Regions from separate parts of the Mus musculus genome. Here all the other regions are linked to region 1. The links are chromatin contacts, called in public Hi-C and promoter capture Hi-C maps. All regions are on one chromosome and are shown on one strand. Each heading gives the region's core, a stretch centred on a gene start, on an enhancer-like site or on the middle of the called end of the contact. The rest is flanking DNA. Distances are from core to core; before and after follow the strand shown.

What was found. Promoter capture Hi-C pulls out the DNA fragments that hold promoters and counts their contacts. Hi-C and Micro-C count contacts between places; a contact is called where the count stands out from the background.
Region 2: a promoter capture Hi-C map of embryonic stem cells shows a contact between it and region 1, with 2.3 times the contacts expected there. The contact joins the promoter of Rpn1 here to the promoter of Mcm2 in region 1. A contact is called at or near these places in 19 of 39 promoter capture datasets (the 3T3-L1 cell line, 3T3-L1-derived adipocytes, the C10 cell line and 12 more), 2 of 484 Hi-C or Micro-C datasets (B cells and CD4 T cells), 10 of 115 datasets of contacts at active chromatin or transcription factors (the 230-238 cell line, the SCID.adh cell line, T-cell acute lymphoblastic leukemia and 6 more) and 2 of 9 other capture datasets (adipose tissue and liver).
Region 3: a contact with region 1 is called in a Hi-C map of the G1E-ER4 cell line, with 2.2 times the contacts expected there. The contact joins the enhancer-like site here to the promoter of Mcm2 in region 1. A contact is called at or near these places in 2 of 39 promoter capture datasets (liver and pre-B cells) and 1 of 484 Hi-C or Micro-C datasets (the G1E-ER4 cell line).
Region 4: a promoter capture Hi-C map of hippocampal neurons shows a contact between it and region 1, with 4 times the contacts expected there. The contact joins the enhancer-like site here to the promoter of Mcm2 in region 1. A contact is called at or near these places in 3 of 39 promoter capture datasets (cranial neural crest, hippocampal neurons and liver), 3 of 115 datasets of contacts at active chromatin or transcription factors (bone marrow-derived macrophages, embryonic forebrain and large pre-B cells) and 1 of 9 other capture datasets (liver).

The regions. Positions count from the first base shown.
Region 1 is chr6:88,896,020-88,902,489 of GRCm38.p6, reverse strand. Mcm2 (minichromosome maintenance complex component 2) reads left to right here and starts at 3,710. Exons shown (of 16, transcript NM_008564.2): 1 at 3,710-3,845; 2 at 4,974-5,203. The coding sequence starts at 3,840. It overlaps Tpra1 (transmembrane protein, adipocyte asscociated 1), which reads right to left and starts at 239. Exons shown (of 12, transcript NM_011906.2): 1 at 1-239.
Region 2 is chr6:88,080,507-88,086,976 of GRCm38.p6, reverse strand. It overlaps Rpn1 (ribophorin I), which reads right to left and starts at 2,504. Exons shown (of 10, transcript NM_133933.4): 1 at 2,183-2,504. The coding sequence starts at 2,446.
Region 3 is chr6:88,248,526-88,254,995 of GRCm38.p6, reverse strand. No RefSeq gene overlaps it. Among named protein-coding and RNA genes, the nearest start is that of Dnajb8, 29 kb to the right of the region's middle. Within about 2 kb of position 2,730, at least 15 of the 459 cell types and tissues checked have an H3K27ac peak or open chromatin away from gene starts, as enhancers often do. A contact at or near this core is called in the G1E-ER4 cell line, where this site is marked.
Region 4 is chr6:89,495,113-89,501,582 of GRCm38.p6, reverse strand. All of the region lies in intron 4 of Chchd6 (coiled-coil-helix-coiled-coil-helix domain containing 6), which reads left to right. Among named protein-coding and RNA genes, the nearest start is that of Gm46966, 45 kb to the right of the region's middle. Within about 2 kb of position 2,367, at least 41 of the 459 cell types and tissues checked have an H3K27ac peak or open chromatin away from gene starts, as enhancers often do. A contact at or near this core is called in hippocampal neurons, where this site is marked.

The DNA.
Region 1 (6,470 bases), core at 2,461-4,960:
CGAGGTAGCGAGAACCGGGGAGCGTCGCGCAAGAACCGCAGCTGAGATGCTACGTGGATCGGTCAGAGGTGGCCGGACGCCGCCAGCGCGCAGGACTCACGGGACCCGCGGACTTCCCCGGTCCTCCCCTGGCAGCGGCGACTCTCAGGCGCCTTGGCTAGTGTTTTTCGTCTAAGCAAAACTGTGAAAACAGTCACAACCCCTGTTTGTGGCACTCATCCCCGCCCCCTCGGCCTCCAGCAGCCTATCGTAACGGGATTCCACCCACAGGAGTGGAACAGACCAATAAAATTCCTCAGATGGGCGAGGCGGCCCGCGGAGCTCTTAAAGGGACTGCAGTCGAAGCAAAGCAAAGTGTGGGTGACGGAAACTTCAAAGGGGAGAATTTTTTTTCTGCACAGCTTACCCCTAAAGCGTTTCGGGAAGCGTACTGAGCACGCTGTGCCTTTGCCCCGCATCTTTCTGCGGACAGCTCCAGTCCTCCGACCGGGTCGCCCTATGTCTTTGAGGATGGCGCCTAAGGGACCGGCGCCCCATAAATACTGACCTCTGGTCACCTGGACTAGGAAGGAGGGAAGGAAGGGCATCCCTTCCTCGGACGCCCTGTGCTTGCCCACTTCAAAGGGATCTGGCGTTTACAGGGCTCCAGTCCTGGTCTCAGTCACCCTGAAGGCTGGGTGCTATTAGTGGCGTTTTGCAGAAGAAACCTGAAGGGGTTAAGGGAATAAGTCCAAAGCCATCCAGCTAGGAAGTGGCCAGACCAGATCTCTTGCTTAAGCAGGTGCCTTCCAGAGGGACAGTCTTTCCTGTCTGTCGCCTTCCCTCCCTGTGGGACACCCCCAGGGCAACTTGGAGGCCTCATCTCAGGTCATCTGCTTACCTGTGCACCTTTGGCCGGCCACAGGATCTGCCCTATAGGCCATGTATTTTCAAACTTGTGGCTGCCCTTGGGCTTCTCTGCATGCAACCTCGGGCCTGTCTTCTCACATTCTCTCTTCACAGAGAGCTTCCTGGGCTCTCCCTCAAGAGTAGGTATTGACTTGCCTACCCCTTCCTCAGGCATTGGGGGGGGGGGCAGTGTGTCTCAGCAACACCTTAGAGGTGCCTCAGTGCTGGTTAAAGATGTAGGCACCTGTTTATTATAGGATCCCAGGACTGCCCCGTCCTGGTCACACAGGGGCTGGAATGACTCTGGGCCTCTTTGTGATTGGTCCGAGACTTAGCATCCCTGAGACTTCCAGGTTAGTCCCATTTGTCCATTTTGGTCTTAGTCACAGAAGCTGGCTGTGCCTGCCTGCGCCTACAAGGTCTGTAACAGCCACCCTGAAAACCATCAAGAGCTCCCAACTTCCTGCCAAGAGAATACAGTGCCCTGTTTAGGAATAATAGCAAAATACATGTCCTAGGCCCTCCTTGACCTCCAGGTGTCAAAAAGGCCACAGGAATTGAACTCAGGGCTTCTAACCATGCTCATAACCACTAAGCCTTTTCTCCAGCACCTGTCCCCAAACCCCACTGTCAATCACAAGGGCCTAGGGACTAAGCAAACGGGGTGTGGTGGGATGATATGTTTGTAATCCCAGTGCTCTTGAGGCTGAGACAGAAATATTGTCTCACACACCTTTAATCCCAGCACTTGGGAGGCAGAGGCAGGCGAATTTCTGAGTTCGAGGCCAGCCTGGTCTACAGAGTGAGTTCCAGGACAGCCAGGGCTACACAGAGAAACCCTGTCTCTGAAATAAATAAATAAATAAATAAATAAATAAAAATAAAAATAAAGAACTATCGTCTCAAGTTTGAGGCTAGCCAGGGCTATGTCTCAGAAGAACAGTAACAGTATGTCACTCTGCACTTGACCCTCTGGAATTCGGGGCTCCATGTGTGATGTCTGGGAGATTTTTACGGCATTTGCTGAGTGATGGAGGTCATCGAATGCCTCTTTCCCTCTGGCAGCAGAGGCAGTTGCTCCTCCATCACTGTGGCCTCTGCATACAGGACAGTGTGGCATCCAGGAAGTCACATGAATGGGGATCGGTCAGGTAGTGTTCCTGGCTTGCACCAGTGCAGGGTATGGACAGCTGTGCCCATCTTGGGAACCTAAAGCATGTTTGGGACACTGGGACCCTCCCTATGTCAATCTCACTCGCTGTTCTGATCTTTCAAAATTACAAACCACACCTCTTTCTATCCCATTACAGTAAAGGGATTACCCACCTGCAGGGTCCTTCCAGGCCTGTGGTGACTCTACCCCTCTCCGTTGTCACCAGGTCTAGCAAGGCCCAGGCTACTTGGACTCTTCACAGAATGTGGCTCTGGTTTATCTTGTCCATGACACCCTGCTAGTAAGGATGGGTAAGCATGGAATGGCAGACCAGTAATGAGAGATTCTATAAAGGAGGAAGATAAGTTGTTTTTTGTTTTTTTTTTTTTTAAGAATTGGGTGCTTGTCATATCATTGGAACTTGTAGGGGCCTAGGGGCTTATGGTGGACACAGTCAGCTTTTCAAAGAACATATCCTATTATGGTGGCATAATATGCTTTCTATTTTTTATTTATTTATTTTTGAGTCTCTGGCATATAGATGCAGTACCTTCCTGCATCGATAGCAGCTCTGGGTACCACAGTGGCATCCAGCAGACAAGAGGGTGTGGATTCCTGTCTCAGAGGTCATACTAGCCCATCTCCCTAAGATACCCTTTAGCACCTTGGGGTATCTCTTGTACTATAAAGCCTGCAGATCCCCCTTTCTGAGCGTCCTTCCTGATTTCCTCTCTGCCCTACACTAGGTTCTGTGTGGGATTATTGATGCTGTGCATACAGCAGAAGTCACATCCTGCCCAGTAGCTGAGAACCAGATGCCTAAGACTGTAGGAACAGTAGCAGGCCTCTCACTGGAAGCACTCAGCCTGTCTCTGCCCACCTCGTCAGGTGGTAGCTACTGATTCATCCTACACCTCGATTTAACAGATCCCTCAGGTGACCTCATGTCAGGACAGAGCTCCAACTCCTAGACAGACTGCTAATCTGCAGTCTGAACTCTCCCACCTTTCCTGGGCATTACAAGCTTTGAACCAAGGGAGTGGTAATCCCTATATACTCCCAGCCTTCGCTGTACTGCATCACGCACCAGGCCCTTTTCACCTGGAACATCCTCCCCATACCTTTGCCAACTGCAGCCAAGTACAATTGATTCCCACTTTGATAAAAGCCCACAGCAGCCTGGGTGCTTGAAGGATTGAACCTCAGTGCTTTGGGAGAGGTTGATGCCAAATCAGGAAGAAATCAGAAAACAAGCTGGGCAGTGGTGGCCCACGCCCTTAATCCCAGCACTTGGGAGGCTGAGGCAGGCAGATTTCTGAGTTCGAGGCCAGCCTGGTCTACAGAGTGAGTTCCAGGACAGCTAGGGCTACACAGAGAAACCCCAGCCTCGAAAAACCAAAAAAAAAAAAAAAAAAGAAATCAGGAAACAGTCTCAGTTGCAACAAGTGGCCATACCGACACTTAGATACCTAGGTCACACTCTAGAAGGCCGGATTGGTCCTCAGAGCCACTAGTGACCCAAAGTCCCGCTTCCTTGCCTTAGCGTGGTAAACGCTGAAGGGTTAAGCCTAGGTGTGCAGGAGGCGAGGGCTCAGCCTTTTGAAAGCTGTGGGCGGGGAGCGGGGCGGGGCTTTCTGGTGTGGGCGTGCCCAAACATTCTAGCCCTCCTTCCGCTCTAGATTGACGAGGACGTAGTGACGTCTGAGTCCTCCCGGCGCTTCCCGGGCATGGGCGGGTCACGTGGTCTAGTTTTCGCGCGAAAACCGGTGGCAGCTGGTGCGGTGGAGCTAGCGCAGACATGGCGGTGAGGAATGGGCTGATCCCGGGCGGGCGGTATTCAGCGATCTCGGCTAGCTTGGCCGGTATCTTCCTCTAGTGGCAGGCTTGAGTGCGGGGCTACCTGCACCAGTCTGGGACGGGTCGTCTCTGCTCTCCTCATGTGTCTCTAGGCCCCGGGTTTACACGCACTTATGGTGGTGAGGCTGCAGGAAATGGAACCCAGAGCCCCGCGCATGTAGGGAAAGCCGGCTACCACGTAGCTGCGTGCATCCCTTCTCTCTTGAGAGTCTCATAGCTGGGCCGGGGAGGCGTATGCCTTTAATCCCAGCACTAGGGGGTTACAGGCAAGCGGGTCTTTGAGTTTTACAGAGTGAGTTCCAGGGCAGCCAAACTGCACAGAGAAACCCTTCCTCAAAAAGAAAGAAAGTAGAAAGGGTCCCACTAAGTAACCCAGGCTGGGGTTGAACTCGCTCTGTAGTGCGGGTTAGCCTTGAACTTGGCGATCATCAGGCTTCAGCCTCTAGGTATTTTGGATTTCATGCCTGTGACATCAGGCCCGGCTTTCCTACTCTGTTTTGTTTTTTTTTTTTTTTTTTTTTTTGGTTTTTTGGTTTTTTGGTTTTTTGGTTTTTTTTTTTTTTTTGGTTTTTTCGAGACAGGGTTTCTCTGTATAGCCCTGGCTATCCTGGAACTCACTTTGTAGACCAGGCTGGCCTCGAACTCGGAAATCTACCTGCCTCTGCCTCCCAAGTGCTGGGATTAAAGGCGTGCACCACCACTGCCTGGCTCGGCTTCCCTACTCTTACTGTTAGCGTTTTCATTAAAGGTTAAAGATCTGTTCTTTCCACCATTCACTTCTAGAATAGTGTTCCTTGATGCCTCTTTTATCTTCACCTCTTGTTTCAGCACCCAGCATATTGTGGGGTTTGGGCTAAGTGGGGTGTGAAAATAGATTATAAACAGGTTTTTAAAAAAAACTACATAGCCCCCGAGGTTTTTCATAAGACAGACATGGACAGATCTGAGGGACTAATATGTCCCTGAGAACAATGCCTAGTGTACAGGAGACAGACTGTGGGAAGGCCCCATGGTAACCAGGAGGCTGTCAGCCTGTGTCCCTCCAGTGTCTGATGGCAGACTTTTTCTCCTACAGGAGTCTTCTGAGTCTCTCTCAGCATCTAGCCCTGCCCGTCAGCGGCGCCGGATCAGTGATCCCCTCACCTCCAGCCCAGGCCGCAGCTCCAGACGTGCTGACGCCCTGACCTCCAGCCCTGGCAGAGACCTCCCCCCATTTGAAGATGAGTCTGAGGGGCTGCTGGGCACAGAGGGGCCCATGGAGGAAGAAGAGGATGGAGAGGAACTCATTGGTGATGGCATGGAGAGGTAGGCTGTGGTTAGGTGGCTTAGCAGAAGGACCCCCCCCCCCCCCCCCCCCCGTGTCTGGTGGCCTGGCCTTGGGGACCCATGAGTGTATGAGCCAACCTGGTGACTTTGCCTTTGTATATGGCTTGGTTGGGATGTGGAGGTTCATCACCCACTGGGAAGATGCATTTAGCTCACTGTATACACCTCAGACTAGACCCTAAAGCCCAGGCAAGCCCCCGCTTAGGAGAAGGGGACCCATAGAGTCTGATCTGAAGAGCCCTGAAGGGTGGCACCAACTCGGAAAGATGGTTCAGTCAGCAAACTTGCACCCAGCCTGCATCAGGCTCTGGGTCACAAGTGTTCAGAGTTGTAAGCAGACATACAGAAGGTGACTGAGGCCGTCAGGAAACTGAGCTTTGCCAGGAGGTAGGGAGATCTCCCTTACCGACACCAGTTATGTGGCCACTTAGGAGGCTTTTGGCACCTTGCTTTTGTACCTTTCCGTAGGGGATATCTGAGGGGTATGAGCCATCACTGGGCTGTCTGCACCATCTGGTTCTTTTCTTTACACACTGCCAGGCTAGGTGTGAAGAGACTGGGTCTGCAGTGAGTGTCCATGGACTGATGGAGTTGATCATCCTGGGCTCAGCAGCAAGGGCTTTCCTGCAGAGTTGCTGGGGGGGCCGCGGGGGGGGGTAGGGGGGCTCCAGGGCCACCTCCTCTTCTTTAAAGTGAGAGACACTTTAGAGATGTCTGAGGACTATCTGACTCAGGGTTTGTATGGAAAGAAACGAAGTTTTATATTATAAGCCTTCAGTGCAAAGACGGTGTGTGCAAGCTTTCTGCAAGCCATTCTCTTCTGCCTGTTGATCCCAGTTTTAATCAAATTACCAGAACTGGAGTCTTGGTGTTCATCCTTTTGTGCCAACATTTTACTCTGGAGTTTTCAAAGTTCAGTCTTTTGTTTGTTTGTTTTTTTCCGACACAGGGTTTCTCTGTGTAGCCCTGGCTGTCCTGGAACTCACTCTGTAGACCAGGCTGGCCTTGAACTCAGAACCACCCCACCCCCGCCTCTGCCTCCCAAGTGCTGGGATTGAAGGTGTGTATTGAGTGTTTTACCACATGCATGCCTATGCCTGTAGAGACCAGAAGAGGGCGTCAGACCCCATGGTTGTGAGCTACCTTGTGGGTGCCGACAACTGAGCCCAGGTTTTCTGCAAGAGCAGCCGGGTCATTTCTTTAAAAGTCTTTTTTTTTTTTTTTTTTTTTTAAATATTTCATTACA
Region 2 (6,470 bases), core at 1,255-3,754, 810 kb after region 1:
ATGTGCTTTACCACTGCTCCACACCCCAACCCCACAGGAAATTGATTTCTTTTGAGACAGGGCCCCAAGTAGCACAAGCTAGCCTCACACTCCCTTTAGGATGACCTTAAACTATTGATCCTCCTGCCAACTGCTGGAATTGTATAGGCAACTATCACTATATCCCAACTCCAAGAACACTTTTTAAAATATTATCTTTACTATTTCAGTATCTTAATATTTAGACATATTAAGACAGCTACAGTGTATTTATGTATAGTAATAAATCTTTGGACTGGGGCAAGCAGGAACTGAGCAAGCAGAGTTGACAGCTACAATGTCCTTACATATAATAAATAAATAAATCTTAAAAAAAAAATGCATTACTTAGTAAAAGGTCAGAAAGCTAGGCATGGTGGTACACAGCTGTAGTCCCAGTACATGGGACAGACAGCCAAGATGATCAGCAGTCAAGGTCATTTTTAGCTATCAGCATTCTGGAGGCTGGGACAGGAGGATTCTAGGTTCCAAAACAGTCCAGGGACAACACAGCAACACCCTGTCTCAAACAGTGTAAGAGAAAAGGATGGTTCAAACTACATAATCCTACTGTCCTGCTAGCTCCTTAAAGGTTCCTGTACTCCGTCCACCTCGCCTAAGTTTCCAAGGCAATGTGTGCCCTTTCTTATCCTCTTTATCACCCAGTTGCTTCTCACCTAGGTAAGGAGTATAAACTCGTCTTCCTCCAGAGTTAACACAAGTTACTGTAAGTCAGTAACATGACTGCAGAGCTGAAACACAAGTCCTAATTTCATGTCAAGGCCAGAAAGCAAGGTAGCAATAATGCAAATACACCCAAGGGTATGGGACAAGTCAGACCTTCATTTGGGGGAGGGGGGTTAATAAGCTCCAAAGCCAGATACTTCCACAGTCATGTAAGAATTCCTATGCCTCAAAAGGTTGCTATAGGGTGGGGAATGTTCTTAAAATACCTGCCACAGCCTTTTCTTTTCCTAATTTTTCTTTTAATGTACATGGGTGTTTTGCTTGCAAGTGGGTCTGTGCACCCTGAAACTGGAGTTACCGATGGCTGTGGAATTGAACTTGGATGCTCTGAGCCATGTAGAGGGACCCAACTTGTATGCAATTCCCACCAGGACAGCAGCAGGGTGGTAAGCCTCTGCTGTGATCTGATTATACTATGACTTCATTAAGTCATGACTGATTTTCACAAAACAGGACTGAGCATCCAATGAAGTCATGAATGTCTTTCCAGAAATATTTGAGGAAAGCCATGCTGAGCATGAACAAGGCTTCAATGTAAAGGGGACAGGAGTCACTTCAGTGACTATTATAAGTCCAGCTTTATAGCTCCATACAGTTAAAAAGAATGTGGTGTGCTTAGTCTCCTAGTAAATTGGGTAATCACTTAATGAATATAGTTAATGAGAACAGTAATAAAAATTAACCTGTGTGGATATTCCCTCTATTCCCAAAGCCAGCGATTTCTTTCCTTGAAAGGTATAAAAGTGTATTCAATGAAAAGTACAGAAGGCTAAATGCTGAAGTGTTCCAATGAGAGACGGTGGGGAGGAACAGACCTGGGCTTCACCTTTCTGTACAGCATAAGGGGCTGACTCTTCAATTAGTCTGAACATTAAGAAAGCGTTAAGCAGCAGCTTTCAGAGGAGTGTTACATTAACCGGGTGCGAGGAATGACAAACTTTAATACCAGAAACCTGCTGTATTTCTGAACGCTGCTGTCTGGAGAGAACAGACTACACCAGTCAATTGCATTCAGGAAATAAATTGTCTTAACTCACTGATAGTCCTCCACTAGACGAGCAAGTCCAGGGGACAGAAAAGAAGCTGGGTACCCGAAGTACCGCACCCGGCCACAGCCAAGATCCTCTTGGGGTGCGGAAGGAGGTCGCCAGGGGACCAAGGGGTCGCCTTGGGCTCCAGAGCAGCCACGTGGGCGGTGCCCCACGCTCGGAAGCTTGTGCTGACGTGTCCGAGAGGACACGCGGACAAGAGAGACGGCGGACCCCAACCTCTCCGCTGTCCCCCTCCAACACCTGCCTTTCAGACAACCAGACACCTGGAGGATCCCTAACGCCCTCAACCTCCCCGCCCCTCCCCAGGGATCCCCGATCGCCTCAGGCATCCCGCGTGAGGTTCGCCGGCTCCTCCCTCCGCTCACCTGCACGCCTAGGTGCGCAAGCCGCGACTCCAGTTCTGGCTCCAGGGCCAGAACGAAAGAGCTGGCTCGTGATGTGGAGCCGCCGCCCGGGTGTACCAGGACCACCTCAGCCGTCACCTTGGCTAGGTGGCTGCTCAGGTCCACCGTGCGCTTCACGTCCTCGTTGACCAGCGGCGGAGCCTCCGAGGAGGCGCTGCCGGGCGTCGGGGCCAAGGCCCCGAGACATAGCAGCAGCAGCAACAGCAAGGCGACCGGCGACTCCATGACCGCGAGCTGAGCGCCACCGACACGCGCCCCGCCCCCCCGCCACGGCGCAACCGCTGATTGGCCAACAGCACCACAAGATGGCTGGGCCCGGTCAGAAAGGACCCCGTCTCCAGGGCAACCGGGCGATCGTGGGGCGCCTGATTGAAAATCTTAAAGTGCAGGCGTACTTCTTGGGGCGCTTAATAGCCGTATTCACCCCTGATTTCCTTATATCCTGTCTGTTTCCTTCATGCTTATGCAAAATAACTCTGGCCTCTCAGCTCAAAAACAGTATACTATAGCTTAGTCTAAGGAACTAACTTTGCCTTCTCTATAGTGATACGAATGCTAAGTGGGCAAAAGTTTAAAGGAAAATGGGAAATTTCCAGAAACTCAAGTCTCTCCTCTAATATTTAGTTCAACCATTAATGTGAGTGATGGCAGAAACCTTAAGCAACTAACCAAGGTTGATGATATTAACCTCAGATACCTGTTGACATTTATCACAGTTGTAGGAGTCCAAGGCGAAGTCACTGGCAGGACTAGCTGTCTGGTGAGGGCTGCTATTTACTACCAAGGTGGCACTTTGACATTGCATGCCTTCTAAGGAAGGCATTGCATATCGTCATATGACAGAAAGGCAGGAAAGGGTCTCTCTGAGGCAAGCCCTTTTACAAAGGCATCTTGCAGATGGATTCCTCTAGTGCTATCATCTCCCAAAGTCACACTGAAGAATTAATGACCAAAAACAATGAACTTCAAGTGAGCAGAGAAACTGTAGTCAGTGTACTGATACACCTGACAAGAAAGCCAGCTTAGTGACGAAAACATCCAATGGCATTTTTTGGGCCTTGAAACCATATATATATATATATATATATATATATATATATATACATATATACATATATATATGTATGTATATATGTATATATATATATATGAAAAAATCTACAGATAAAACTTTGCTCCCCTAAAGTTCCCTTTTTTCAACCCTATAAAATCTCCAAGCCCCCTGCACAATGGTTGTGTACAGTCTCCACTCCCCAAATGAGAATGCGTCCCAATGTTGTTGCTTGAAGGATGTAATTCGAAGGTAAATTTTGGGAGGAGATGGAAATATTCAAACATTGATACCAGCCAATGAGAAGAGAGAATGGAGGGCTGGCCATGCTCCTCCCTACAAAGCAGAAGTCAGGAAATTAGCACCTGCAGGCCAACAATCTATCTGTGTCTATAAAGTTTTATTGGAACATAGCTACGTTCATTTGTCCGTAGCTTATGATTGCTTTCACAGTACAACAGTAACAGTAGTGTAGTTGCAAACCAGACTATATGGCCCAGAAAACAAAACTACTTACTGTTTGCACGCGAGTACATACATTATGTATGCAGAGACAGCTTAGTGGTTAGGAGGATTTGCTGCTCTCTCAAAGGACTTGAATTCTTCCGGTTCCCAGGCTCACAACTGCCTGTCAGGCAAGGATCTGATGCCCTCTAACCTCCACAAACATCCATACACAGATGTTCTTCCTTCTGTTCCTCTCTGTCTCTGTCTTTATCTGTCTCTCTGTATCTCTTTCTCTCTCACATACACACACATAAATATAAATTTAAAAATAAATCTTTTTTTAATGCTATCTGGTTGTAGTAGTGGTACATGCCTGTAATGCTTCAGTATTTAGGAGGCTAAGGAAAGAATAAAGAATAAAGAACATAAAATACTTTGCCTTAATGTAACAACAACAATAGAAAGTCTGACCACACTATTAACACATTCACCAGGGCAAAGCTCTGCAGAGGATAGCAGGGGCAATATAGTAGCCATTTAAAATAACACTCCAACATCAGAGACAATTTTTCTTCAACTCTTCCAAAATTAAAAATTATAGAGTTAGGTGACTGGAAAGGAGGCTTAGCAGTTAAGTCCTCTCTTGGATACTCTAGTAGAGGACCAGGGTTCAATTCCCAGGACCTGCATGGCTTCTCACAACACTAAGTCTGGTTCCAGTGGATCTAAAACTGCCTTCTGTACTCCACTCACACTTCAAGGATGTGGTGCATGGACACTTATGCAGGCAGAACACTCAGACACATAAAATAAATAGATGTTTAAAAATAACAAAGTCATTATTGAGAGTGTTAAGAGGGTAACTAGGGAGATAGCTCAGCCAGTAAAATTCTTGCCACTTAAGCACGAAAATCTGAGTTTGATCCCCAGAACTCATGGAAAAAAAAAAAAAGCCAAGGACAGTGATGCAGCCTTGCAATCCCAGCACTGGGGAGGTAGACACGGGGAGTTTGCTCTCCAGCCTAGCCTGCTTGGAGAACGTCAGGCCGGTGAGAGATCCTGTCTTGAAAACAACGTAGACAGCTCCCGAGGAATGACACCTAAAATTGTTCTCTGTTTTCTATCCGCACACATGTATACACACATGCACAAAGGGAGGTGTGAAGAAAGATTGAGAACAGCGCTTGCCTAGCATGCTGAAGGAGATTAGGGGCGTGGCTCCCTACTGAAGCAGGTGCTTCACATACATAAGGCTGAGGGTTCAAGCCTCAGAGCACACTCACATAAGCACCACTGGGGAAAGCAAGCCCCAGAGTGGAAGAAAAGAACGGAACACATCAAGCAGAAGGCTTACACCCAAAACACTAGAAAAATACAGAATAATAAGAAAGTAATTGACTATACAGTAGAAAAACAACCAGAAGAATCTGAATAGGCAGGCCTAAGAGAATGCGCAAGAAGTAGCTCAGTGAGCTAACATTTGTCTCATATATACAAGGCCTGAATTCCATCCCAACGTGGATGTAAATAAATAAATAAATAAATAAATAAATAAATAAGATTTCATAGGTTCCAGTCCATGATTGGTTCCTAATCCTTTTGCTTTGGCTTTGTGACAACCCATTATGATACAGCAGAACTGATCACGTTTTATAGCCAGGAAAGAAGAGAGAAGAGGAGGGTCTGGGGCTCCAGTATCGCCTTTGAAGGTATCTTCTCCATGGCTTTAAGAATGCCCAGCTAGCACAGTTCCATCACCTACCAACAGTGCCAAGATGGAGGTTGTGTGCTGGTTAGTTTTTTGTCAATTTGACACAAACTCAAGTTACATGGGGAAAAGGGAGCCTCGGTTGATGCATCGTTCTCATCAGATTGGTCTGTTGGCATGTATGTTGGGTAGTTTCCCATCACTAGGCATGACTTCCCTCCTGTTGGTTGAGCCAGTTAAGCAGTTGTTGGTTACTGCCAAGATAGAAGTACCACGATTGCACCATGAGGATTATTGTGTCTTGCTTTGGTTGGGGGATGGAGGACGGCGGGTAAATGAAGTCACGAGTGAATTTGTGCGGTCAACCTGGGCATGAACATGTTAAGGACCCCATAGCCTCAGATCCAGACAGATGGTAAAGCCTCCCTCAGGCAACCGAGTGCTAGTGTTACCATTGTGTGCAGAAAATGTCCATGATAGCTTTCTCCCCCTGGATACATATAGCCTGAAGATTGCTCCCCTACAGAGACTGTTTCTACCAAGATCAGCTAAACCTATCTCCTTGATCCAGCTGTGTAACATAAACCCTGCTTCTGCTTCCTTATCTATATATAATAGCCCTACCTCCTAATTCAGCTGTATGTAAAAATCCCACCTCTCAGTTCAACTCTCTATAATAAGTGCGCTGAATTTCCATGACGCTGTCGTTTCTTCAACAGAAATCCCCGCCTGCTTTCCTGTGAGTCCATGTGTCTGCCCAACAATTTATATTTTCTTCATTCCCTCACTGTCCTAGTCAAGCCCATCCCTAGAGTCACACTGGATGTGACACATGCTGGCCACTGTTATGGTTCCTAGACATCACAGCTGATAGGGGCTATTGATTGTTTCCCTCTGTTGGAAGCTTGCACAGCAACTTCTAATAGTATGAAAGCTAGTCCCCAGAGAATATTTTCATATTAATGATTGACAATGGAGAGCCCAGCTCACTATGAGCAGGGCCACCCCTGAGAAGGTGGTCCTGGGCTACGTAAGAGAGTGAG
Region 3 (6,470 bases), core at 1,481-3,980, 650 kb after region 1:
AGTTTGCCTGGGGGAGGAGGGGCATGCTGTTGAGGGGCCAGAGGTGCAGCTCCTAAAAGGAGAGCCAATAGATCACTAGAGGAAAGTGAGTTAAGGGCTCCCCAAATCCCATCCCTCCAGGAGCCCCCACCAGAGCAATCACCACACCACTGAGAGCAGAGTTAGCCATGAATTTGCTCACCTCAACCAGCAACAGACTTGCCTCCTGGGAGTAGGTGGGTGGTGGTACTGGGGCGAAGCTGACAGGGAGACTCGAGTGGAGACCTGAGGAAACCTGAAGAACAGCAGCAGGGGTGGATTCCAAGGGACCCTTCTTGTACCAGTCAGAGACCTGGGCAAAGGGTCCCTGTGGGGTGGCTGGCCCCAGGATAGTGTTGTTTCTTGCTGTGGGAGGGGAAGCAGTTCAGAATGACAGTGGGAAGGGGGTGAGTGGAAGGTTTGGGAATTCACCACGGGTAGTGGAACTTGGATATAGGGACAGAATTGTGTAGGGCACCAAAGATGCATCTTTGGACACTGATTGGGGTCCCTTTGTTATGACCCAGCATGAGGACACAGACCTACCTGTCCTGTACTCACTAGACGTTGGGAAAGCAGACTGGACCTTTCCACCATGGCCTGTACCCTTTCTTCCACCTCAGCCTGCATGCTGAGGTCCAGCTGGTAAACCTGTAGGTCAGAGGTCCCTCAGCGCAGGCTTAGGTGTTGCTCAATACACTGAGCCCCTGACGTTATCGTGGGCCTAGAGGAGAGAGCAGCAGCAAAACAGTGACTTCCTGCGGCCACAGCTGGGGCCCCTGATAAAGACTACTGGTGCCTGGTGACCCTTCTAGGGATGCCCTGTGGGCACACATCCCGCATGACCACTTCTGGGCCCAGGCTTTGTTTGGCCCTGAGGTACACAGCTGCAAGGGACAGTGGTAGGGTGGGGATTTCTTTCTCTATGTGGTTCCCATCAGTCCCCACCCTCCCCTGAGCCATAGGGTTCCCTAAGTCTCATGGAGGCAGGGATGGAGGTAGCCAGAAACCTTTTTCCACAGCAGGGCTCCAGAAGGCTCTTTGGGCCCCAGGAGGAGACTTATGCGTTGCTCACTCTCCAGCTTCAGGCCTCTGCCCTTTACATCTGCCTCTTTCTGTCTCTCTTGTCCCTCATAGGCTGGGCTCTGCACTTGTCTTACCCTGAGCCCACAATTCCAGCTCTTCCATCAGGACCTGGATGACCAGGTGGGAGGAAGAAGTGGCAGCCTCTCCAGCCAGGCCCACGGGGTCTTCTGGCTCTCGTCCCAACTCCTTCCCTCTGCATTTTGCATCCTGTAGGCAAGACCCTTACAGAACCAGAGGGACCCCAGCTAGGGGTCGAGAAAAGCAGGAGGGGACAGGCTTCCCAGAGACCCAGGAAAAGTCTCTGGAAACCAGTTTCTCGAAGGTCTCATGAGTTGAGCTTAGAGCAGGTTACAGAGACCAGATTTCTAATCCTACTCCACCCTTAAATCCATTACCCACACAAAACTATCTGTTCCCCATCACCACTGACCCCCATCATAAACTTCCAGCACTAATTTCATCACTGTCACGGCCATCAGTAAATTCACATCATTGTCACCAACACCATTGTCACCAGCAACAGCATCTCCACCACTACCCATGATGGACCAAACCTGTGAAGAAACCCTATCTTCGGGACAGTGCACCCTGCCACCCCACCCAACCCCCAGTATGGCCAAGAAGACACTCAGGCCTCAGGAGCCAGTAAAGAACACAGCTGTATATGGGGACTCATCCCACTTGTTCCTTCCAGTGGGGACATAAGCTGCCCCTGCATCTTGGTCTGTCCTACACAGATGTAGAGATCCATTCTCAGCATGGTACCCATCAGGGTGGCTGCCAGTGACAGCTGAGGCCCTTTGCTTGCATCCTGTATCTACATGTTTTATTACCCAGGTTGTGAGCACCTGAAATCCCAACACTTGATGGTGAAGGCAGAGAGATGAGAAATTGAAGGTCGTCACCCTCCCTGTGGACCAGGAAATGCAGAGATGAGTGGAGCTGGGCTTGGGACAGAAGCAGGAGTAGAAGTGATGTGAGCAGACTCTGGAGCTGGGTAGTGGGGATCCAGGGACAGCCTCAGCAGAGGAGAGTGCCCTGATGACTAGGCTGCTTCAGATTTGGGGCTGGGAAGAGGCCTGAGCTAGACACACAGGGGAGAGCCTCAGGCAGCTCCTCGCAGGTGCAGGGTGGCGCCACTGGAGGCAGGTGGTGTGGGTGGGTGCTGGGCAAAACTGTGCAAAGGCAGAGAAAGATGGAGCAATGCCTCTCTAATCAGATGTGAGTGAAGATGACTGGGCGATAGCCAGTAATCGTTGCATCTCCCAGTTCTTGGTACTTGCCCAGAGGGAAAGAATCGTCAGTATGCTGTCTGGCCCTGCCTATCACTATCCCAGCAACCCTGAGGGGATAGAGCCTTCTCTAGGCCTGGCGTCAGCCACGTCAGAGATCACCTGCAGTTGTGGGCTAGGTCTCCTCTCTGGGATGCAGGTGGTTTGCTTGCCTCTGTGAGATGGGGAGAGGCTTCATCATAGACTCTGCAGAGCTCCAAAGACAACACAGATCAGAGGCCACAGCATGAGCCTGTGGCGTGGACAGGCAGTGGGCCACCGATAAGAGAGACAGTTGTCAGAGTCATGGGGACCACTGATAAAGCAGACAAGCATCTCCCGGTGGCCGGAAGGTGCTGGGAAAGCCAGTAGGGGCACCCACATGGGTAGCCGTGCTGAGGCTGCTGGTTAAGGGCAGGGCCCACCCAGCCTCAGCAGGCAGCTGCTGCATAAGCCCAGCCTGGAAAGGAAACCTCCAAGTGGATCCCCAGGGCACCCCAGCACTCCAGATCCTCCCTACAGCCCCAGTGCTCTCAGCAGGGACGGTCCTCCTCCATGGCCATCTGCTCCTCCAGTTAAGGACAAGTAGCCAGCACAGGGAGGACCGAGGAAGTTGGAGCTGCTAGGGCAATAGGGCCCTGTATCACATGTGACAAGCCTGCTGTGGGTGTGGCACATACTCTCACTCACAAACTCATGATAGCCTGTAAGATGTCCTTCCCTCCATCCCTTCCTTCCTGAGTCCCCAAAAGGCCAGGTGACAGAGTCTGGTGAAGGTCAAGGGAACCCCCTCAGGCAGGCACCCTTGAGTATGCAGGCACTGGGCCCCTTGCAAGCCACCTGCCAGCCATAAGGTCTGAGGTATTAAGGTTGATGGCATAGCTGGGTTGTCTCAGGCTCTGTTCCAGGTAGGGCTTGGTGGTCACCATCCCAGTTTCAACCCAGGGACACACACAGCTGAGGCTCAGGAATAGAGGAGGAGAGCCTCACAGGGTCATCTGATAGTGTGAGGCCTGGGGACTCTGCACCCAGTCTGAATGAGTCCAGAGTCCACACCCTTTCCATAGAGTGCTGTCTTCATGTGCTTTGTCACCTTGCCTATGTATGCATGGGGAGCATCCTGCTTCACACTGGACAGCAGTCCCTCTCCCTGGGACCATCCTGCTTTTCACTGAGGAGGGACAGTTCCGCTGTCCCTGCCCTGCCTTATATACTAGAACCTGTCCTGCATTATACTGGGGGAGGGGCGGGGTGTTGGTCCCTCTCACAGCCCCAGCCATGCTCCTACCTTGTTCACTCCACACTCACAGTGAGGGAGGGCCCAGCATGTCACTGTCCTGCGGGAATATGGGACAGGGTCTGTGGCTGGGGCTGCAGACCTGCTGAATCTTCTTGTGAGGCAGCAGCATCCACTTGCTCAGCACAAAGCGTCCATCTGGGAGGAGTGACACCTACCCAGAAAATAATGAACAAGTGGGCAACACTCCCTGGAGCCATGGTCTGTGGATGCAACGCCATGGTCCTCACTCTCCAAGAGCCTGTTGGAGCCATCTCTCTCTCCTGTGAGGCAGTATGTGCAGTGGTCAGTGCGGGGCATGTGGACCCGTGCATGATCAGCCAGAGAATCTTGCCTCTGCCTTGGGTCCTCAGCCATCCTACCCAACGTTTGCTCTCTGTACCTCCCTGAGTTGGAGTGCCAACCTGGGGCCACTTATGTCCCATCCTGCCCCCTGCTTAGCCTCTTGAGACCAATCCTCAAGTCAGTCCCCATCCTACCCCAGACCCTGCAACCCTGCCACAGAGCCACCACCCTACAGCTGGGCATACAGAAGCAGCTTAGCAGCTCCTGTTGGCTCTTTTGTGCCCTTAAATCAAACTCCCCTCTCTCTCTCTCTCTCTCTCTCTCTCTCTCTCTCTCTCTCTCTCTCTCTCTCTCTCTCTCTCTCTCTCTCTCCCTCTCTCTCTCTCTCCTCTCCTACATGTACATGTATATATAAAGTTTTATTTATGTGTATGAATGTTTGGCCTGTATGTATATCTGTGTACCACATGCATAACTGGTGTCCACAGAAGAGGGAATCAGATCTCCTGAGACTAGAGTTACACATGGTTGTAACTCCATATGAGCTACCATGTGGGTGCTGGGAATCCAACTTGGGTCCTCTACAAGTACAGCCAGTGCTCTTAACTGCTGAGCCATCTCTCTATCTCCCCTTAAATATTTTGTGTTGCCAGCCCCCCACACACACACACACACACTTGGGAATGTTTTAGGAATTGTGTTACACACTAATCTCTATCCCCAGCCACAAATAAGTAACAAAGCATGAACCTGAGCTCTTACTGTCTCGCATCAGACAGCTGATAATAGCAGCTGCCCCATTCTCCCAGCCCCGCAGCGCACCTCACCCAGAAGGACATCCTACTAGGCCTAGACTTCCAAGGCCCAAGATGATCTGGCCTGTGTACCGAGGGGCTGTGTGCTGAGTGACTATGTCCTGAGTGGCTGTGTGTTGAGTGGCTGTGTGCTGAGTGGCTGTGTACTGAGTGGCTGTATGCTGAGTGGCTGTGTGTTGAGTGGCTGTGTGCTGAGTGTCTGTGTCCTGAGTGGTTGTGTGTTGAGTGGCTGTCTCCTGAGTGGCTGTGTGCTGAGTGTCTGTGACCTGAGTGGCTGTGTGTTGAGTGGCTGTGTGTTAAGTGGTTGTGTGCTGAGTAGCTGTGTCCTGTGTGGCTGTGTGTTGAGTGGCTGTCTCCTGAGTGGCTGTGTGCTGAGTGTCTGTGACCTGAGTGGCTGTGTGTTGAGTGGCTGTGTGTTGAGTGGCTGTGTGCTGAGTGGCTGTGACCTGAGTGGCTGTGTGCTGAGTGGCTGTGTCCTGTGTGGTCGTGTGCTGAGTGGCTGTGTGCTGAGTGGCTGTGACCTGAGTGACTGTGTGTTGAGTGGCTGTGTCCTGAGTGGTTGTGTGCTGAGTGTCTGTGTGCCGAGTGGCTGTATCCTGCCTACCAGCCTGGCCACCTACATGTGCCCCTCACCCCCCTGGGCTTCATTCCCCTGCTGGTCAGACCATCCAGCTGTGTTCAGACTGCTCTCTGCTCTCCTCACTCATTCAGTGTCCCTGTAGGATGAGCACTGGGATGTGGCTTTCTGTCCCTCTCTGCTACCTGTCCTAGTGCTGGGCAGAATCAACAGCAGACTTGGCCAGGTGCCAACACAGTAGTGCCTGGGATGTGAAGAACAACTGAACTGGCTGCTGATGAGTCTTGGGGGTCCCTACTAGGCATACATCCCTACAAACACATCTGCTTGCATTCGGGATGCTACTATTTGGTCAGCCTTCACCCACAGGGCAATGTGCCACCTTGAATATTCAAAATACCAGCCACATCTACAGCTCCTCCTCCACTGTTGGTGAGCTCTATAGCCACCTGCCCCACCAGCCCTGTGGGGCCAGTGCCCCCCCCATCCCAGCTCCCAGCAGACATGTGGTACCATTCTACCCTCCGTGGACACCATGCTCCCCAGGCCCTCCTGGACCACATCTTCTAGCTCCATTGCTTCTCTGCTGTTCAAAAGCTAAATTTGGTTCTCTTAGCCTGACAGTTAAGGTTGTAGGATATGGTTGGAGCCCACTAACCTGCCAAGACCACCACTCTTCCACTGCCATCCTTGATCCTCGCCAGGCTCTCCCTCCCCTTCCTGCTGTGCCACAGAGAGCACCTCCTGCCCCAGCTGCCCAGTGTCCCTACACAGGCTCCCTCTCCCGGCTTCCGATGCCACACCACTCCTTCCTGCCTGCTCCGGATCCAGGGGAAGAGCAGCTAACTCTGGCTCAGCAGAGATGTGACCAGGACTGAGGCCAGGTGCCCAGCGCGGCTAAATTTATTCTCTCCTCACCACCACCTCGCCTAGCCCCTCCCCAGCAGCCATAAAACTGAACCAGCTGCTCCCAATTCTACCCAGCACCCCAATACCTTAACCCTGCCCAACATCCTAAAGGCCCAACACTCTAACTCTACCCAAGCCCCTAACTCTACCTAATACCCCAATTCTACCCAATATTCCACCTCTACCTGGCACCCAACTCTATCCAACATTTC
Region 4 (6,470 bases), core at 1,118-3,617, 600 kb before region 1:
TCCCAAGTTACTTGGTGATTTAAGAAGACACGAGTCAGGGCTACGAGTTGTCTTAGTCATTAGAGCATGTACTGTACTTCTAGAGGACCCAAATTAGGTTCCCAGCACCCATATCAGTGATTCACAGTCACCTGTAACTTCAGGTCCATGGGATCCTATGTCTTCTTCTGGCCTCTGCAGGTGTCTGTACATAGAGCATACACTCATACAAACATGCTGACACATAAATAAAAATAAATTTTAAGCTGGGGGTGGTAGCACACGCCTTTAATCCCAGCACTTGGGAGGCAGAGGCAGGTGGATTTCTGAGTTCGAGGCCAGCCTGGTCTACAAGGTGAGTTCCAGGACAGCCAGGGCTACACAGAGAAACCCTGTCTTGAAAAACTAACTAACTAACTAACTAACTAACTAAATAAATAAATAAATAAATAAATAAATAAATAAATAAATTTTAAAGACATGAGTGGACACTGAATATGAGTGGTTGCCTTCCTTCAGTGAACTTCTTAGAGTTTAGTACCTGCTAGGTGTGGCCACCTTGTGCTGTGCTCACCTGCTCTAGGGGTCATCACAAATACCCTCAGAGAAGAGCATCAGCCTTGTCTCTGAACAGAAGCAGTCTCTTTTTCACTAGAGAGTACAACTTGTCACATATGACTCATAGGCCTGAGCCTACTCTGAGCATCTGGACAGCCTGTCACTGTATGGATTGAACCTGGATCCACAATGGACTGCTCTGTCCCTCAACACAGCATACACCAGCTTGTAAAGGCATAGAGCTGATTTAGGTTGACCATAGGAGTTTGTTGCCAGAGTAAATTGCATTAGTGACTTGAAGGCCACTCACTGTGGCTTGAGGAACTTTGGGGAAACTATGAGTTCTAGATTCTAGTTACTTCCCACCCAGTTGGAAGAGTCCAATTGTACAGGAGTCCAATTCCAACCCAGTCTTTGTGGGGCAGATTCCACAAAGGGACTGTTTGGAACCATGTTTGTTGCAAATAACTTTGCTGGTGACATAACACCAAGCAGGCTAATTTATAGCTTTATTTGATCTTGCACTTATTCATTGAAGAGCCTTTTTCTAAGAGCTCTGAAATGTGGTGAGAGACCGTGTAGGTAAGGAGGGTGTAGAGCAGAGGGATGTGCTTCTAAGGTTGGAGGTAGCCCCTTGCTGCTCCTGTGGCCTCATTAGTCCTGGTTCTCTTGTGATTGCCATAGTTTCCCACTAAAAGACTATGTGATGGATATCTTTCATTTTTGTGGCCAAATCTAACTTTTTATAACTTGGAAGTCAAGGTATGTGGCTGTGCCTCTGCTGGCCTCATCCCTGCTTTCTCTAGGAGAAGACATACCTTTGTTGGAGGTACGAGGAACTCCTTAGCATGTGCAGAGCAATCAACAGTTCAGGAATGACTATTCAGACAGCATTTCCCCTTCCCCTGTCCAGAAATGAATGTCTATCAACATCAAACACCTCCCTGCCCTCAGCATTCTGCCCATGCTCTCCTTCCCATCTCTACCCTGTCCCACACCTACAGCAAGGCTGTTGGGATACTCTTGTGCTCTACCCCTGCATGAGGACACACTAGAGGCCTATGAGCAGGAACACTGTTTTAACAATTTCTGGCATTAGCAGCAACTACCAGTTGGATGCTTGAGAAAGATTCTTTCAGGGGAATTACAGGGAGCTTACATGGAAGCTTAGTGCTTTCTTGTTGGCTATGTTAACAGCCAGTTGAAAGAGTGATCATGTTGCCATTGTTATGATCTGATGGGGTGTGATGATCAGTGGCCTCAATTGGCCAGCACCCACTGTCACCGAGGGAAAGCTGAGGGCCTTCTAAAGGAGCTAGTTCTCAGAGATTTAGGCTCTGTAAGTTCTGAGTGGGCCAGGATTCTTGAACTTCCCTGGTTCAAGAATTGACTGTTGTTGCACTTTATCCTGGGAGTAGCTTCACCTAATGTGGATGGAGCACAATGGACTTTTCCTTCAGTCCTAGAGGATCCACAGCTGGGAACTTGTAAGGATGAGGAGGCTTCTGCAGCCTATACAACCTCCTTTCACTTTTAGTAGATGGCAACATGTGATCTGGATCCCAGCAGCCTTGCAAAATGTTGTTGCCTGTCTGTGCTGATGCCTGAAAGCCAGAAGGCAGCAGAGCCTTATGCAAGAGGGGAGTTGGGTTGTTTTCTCTTTACAATCAAGTATGTTGGGGTTTTGCCAGATAGATTTTCCTCTTGCCTTTTTACATTTTTTTTCCAAATGAAAAGCTTTTCTGGCAGATGTCGTAAAGCCACTTCTAGGGCATTGATAGTTACCTAAAAAAGCCCCTGGCTTCCTCTCCCCGCCAGCTGACTGTGCATTTCAGTGCCCCACATCTGTGCTGTCTTTCACAGAAGGCTGAGCCTGCAAGTGCCTGCTCTGGTGAAGACCTGGCCTGTGCCTGCGGGCCCCCAGCACGGGTCTGTCCCTCCTGCTTAGACTCTTATGACCTCACTTTCACCCTCCCTCTGTTGGACCTGAACCTGCTGCAGCTTTCACGACTCTCATGGCATTCAAGGCCCTGTGAGATCTGCCTGCATCTGGCCTTTCCTTTATCTCCTCATTTGCTGATTCAGCTTGCCTCTTCCGTCTCTCATTGGCCTGTGCTGTGCTGTGCTGTGCTGTGCTGTGCTGTGCTGTGCTGTGCTGTGCTGTGCTGTGCTGTGCTGTGCTGTGTGCTGTGCTGTGCTGTGTGCTGTGCTGTGCTGCCTCTTTTGCTGTCTTCCCTGATCTTCCTCTACACCTTCTTTCCTACTTCCCATTAGAGAGGAGTCTGTCCAGATCATGTTACATGACACTTATGAGCAGTAGAATATACCTGAGGACAAGGCAGAAAGGCCAGGGTTTGTGTCCTGTGTATCCAGTCCAGCTCTTCACAGAGCTTTTTCTTTTTAAGGACAGGGTGCCCTGGTAGTCTTGGTAGGAAGAGTGTCTAAGGTGACCTGTAAAGCAAAGAGTAGCATCAAGACATGCCTCCAGATATCTGCCTGCTTTAGACAACTCTCCTATGCTGCTGGACTGGAAGTCCTTCTCTCTATGCCCGTGCCTTGGCAGCTGACAGATAGAAGTAGCATTTCTCACTGTGTTGCAATTGTTTGCAAAAGGCTCTTTTCCCTCCTTAAACAGGTGCTTTGACTTGACTATGTTGGATTCACCCTACACAAAGCCACTTAAGCCCTTCCTAGATGCCTTGTTCCATAAGTATGTGCTCAAGGTGTACCACTAAACTCAGAGAGTCAGAGTCAGGCTCCCAGAGGTGGCTGCTCCCCAGGGAGATAGGCAACCTTCCTTTCTGCCTTTCATTATGTTTATTACCTGAACTGATTTTGACTCTGTATTAAAATGTATTTGTAAAGAGAAAGTAAGTGAAGGCCTTATAAAGGGAGTCTGTCAGTGTGGGGCCCAGTGTTCTCTAATGCAGATCACCATGGCAACATGGTAGCCTTCACATTTCACTAGTTAAGAAGATGAACTCTTCTGCCCACAGAATCCAACCGGATTGGCCACCATTACTTAGTGCTCTGTGCAGCAAGTCTTCCTGAAAGCCAGCAGACCTCATTACCAGGGACCTTTCCTCAGCAGGGATCATCATCTATCTAGCTGTCTTGGTCCTTCATGTCTCCTTCTTGACCCCCTCCTGCATCAGGCCTTGTAGCACTGTCTAAAGCAGGCCTGGGGTGAGCAATGGCCCATATGGCTTTTATCTGCATGCCCGCTGCCTCTCTTCCAGGCCTGTGAGAGCATGGTGAGGTGGGAGTAGATATTTCTAAGATGTTTGTGTAGTAAATTGGCTTGACCTCAGTGTGGTGTCATCAGCCTTAACACACCTCTCAGCAGCTTCCATGTTCTCTGGCATCTCGCTGCACTGGAAGATGCCAGCTTCTCTTAAGCACTTATTCATAGGAAGAGAGGATCACTGAATCTGGACCTGAACTTTTAAGTACTTGTGCTAACTCTTGAGTGCTAGTGGTAGGATTTCAGGTATGTGCCACCATGCCTTGCACAGGCCTTTTGCTGTCAGCTCACTATCCTCTGAAGTTCTGCTCACCATCCCATTCTCATGATGGAAAGACAGGCTTATTCCTAGCCTTTTCTCTGTTTTGTTTGTTTTTAGGGGAGGGCAGTAACAAGCTATTAAGGCTGGATGAAGGCACAGTAAGTCTAAATTTTACCAGGAGCAATCCAGAAGAACAGAGTAGCTAACTCAGTCCCAGAATGCTGTGTGGCACCTGGGGTTCTGCATGCTGCACGAATGCAACTCTAGCTTGGGCTGAAGCTGACAAGGCTGGAAGATTATAGTCTACCTCTTGATATGATACTTGCAACAGGAAGACTGGCCTCTCTGCTCCTCTCCCCTAGTGTCAGGCTACAGCATAGCCAGGCAGTGACTACCATGAAGGTGAGGAAGCCAGCTGGCTGCAGCCCACCAGAAACCTGCTTTCCTTGGCTCTCAGCAGCTCTTTGTTGACCAGGGTCTTAAGAGGCCACACCTGATAGAGGTCTCTGGGCAGATGGAGGTCCATATGCCCATTAGAGTGCTAGATTTTGATGTTGGACCCCCAGGGAAGATTGGGCAAGTCTTGGAATCATTTGGGCATATGGACATAAGGGCATAAAGACAATATACCTAAGCTGAGATTCTAGCTGTGACTGGTTACCAATATATAGGAACTTGCTGGACCTTGTTCTAAGGAATTCTCTGCTGATAAGGATACTTGAGGGTTGTCTAATAGAAGGCGCCTGGGAGTCTGCTTTGGATAGCTGCCTGAGTTGTTCTATCACAGATGCAAAGAACCAGCTCTGGAAATCCCCACTCTACTACCTGCTGTCTGTGTGTTGTTGATATGGGTATAACTTGCGAAATGCATCTAGCCCTGAATAATGCCTCTGGAGGCCATAACTATGCTCCAGCCATTTCCCAGCAATCTCTCTTGGAGATTTATTTCAGATTATCTCCTCTTTGGTCTCCATAGCCACAGTGGTTGGTCAGGTATTTCTTTTCTTTCTTTCTTTTTTCTTTTTCTTTTCTTAGCGTTTTCTTAAGGCATGACAGAAAGCATGTAAATTTGAAGCCATCAACTCCAAACAGTTTTACATGGGCATAATTGCTCTTTGACCCAAGATGTAGACCATTTCTAGCATCACAGAAGGGCCACCATGTTGACCCTGTCACTCCCGACTGGCTTGTGAGCCTATGGAAGTATGTGCCGTGGTGCCTCTGGCTCTGCAGTGTGCTTGTGGGATTTACCTGTGTTGCATTTGACAGCTTTCTGTTTGTTCCCAGTGTTTCATAACATTCCCATCTGACTGTGCCATGGCTTACTTGTCCAGTACATGTGCTAGGTGCTGGGGCTGTCCAGGGCTAGGCTAGTATGAATAATGTGCTGTGGATTTTTAAATTTTTTACTCTTAGATTTATTTTTCTATGTGTATGAATCTTTGCCTGCATATAAGTAGGTGTACTACATGCTTGCCTGTTCCTTGCAGTAGTCAGAAGAGTGTGCTGGATCCCCTAGACTAGAACTTTGTATGGTTGTGAGCCACCACGTGGTGCTCGGAACTGAACTTCGATGCTCTGCAAAAGCAACAAGTGCTCTTAAGCTCTGAACCATCTTTCCAACCCTGCTGTGAATGTTTTATAGATGAGCTTTGGTGGGTGTAAGCATTTATTTTTGTTAAGTATTCACCTAAAAGACAACTGCTGGATCTGAACATGTGTATGGCTTTAGTAGATAAGACTAAATAGTTTTCTGAAGTGATTGCACCAGTTTGTACTCCCATAAGTAATGTCTAAGAGTTCATTTATTCCATGTTGTTCTTCTCAACATTCATGGCTTTGATGTTCATTGTCTTGGGGGAGATTCAACGTTAGTTATCTAACTCAGGACTTATTCCATCTCCCCAAACACTAATCATGAACTATGGACTTCTCCATTTCATCCCCCAAACCCCACACTACAATTGCTAACTCTCACCCTTGTCTAGCCTGCAGAAAAATTGATACACCTTCTGACTTTGTAGATAGTCCCATTCTGGACATTTCATGGAAATAGAATTGTCTGCTGTGATCATATACCATGTAGCCCTTGTGCCTGGTGTCTCTGGCTACACATATATTTAGGGTGCATTTCTGTAACATGTGAGTGTTCAATTGTGTGTGAATAAATGATACTGTATTTATTCCTTAACTGATCAATATTTGAGTTGTTTCTATTACCTAGTTTTTATGAATGGTGCTTATTAGAATCACAAACCAAAGCTGGGCAGAGGTGGCACACTCCTTTCATCCTAGCACCTTGGAGTCAGAAGCAGCCTGTTATTCCTGAATGAGCTCTAGGAGAGCCAGGAATACAGAGAGAAACCCTGCCTTGAAAACACACCCCTGAAAAACAAAGCAAAACAAAACAAAAATAAAAGAAACCAA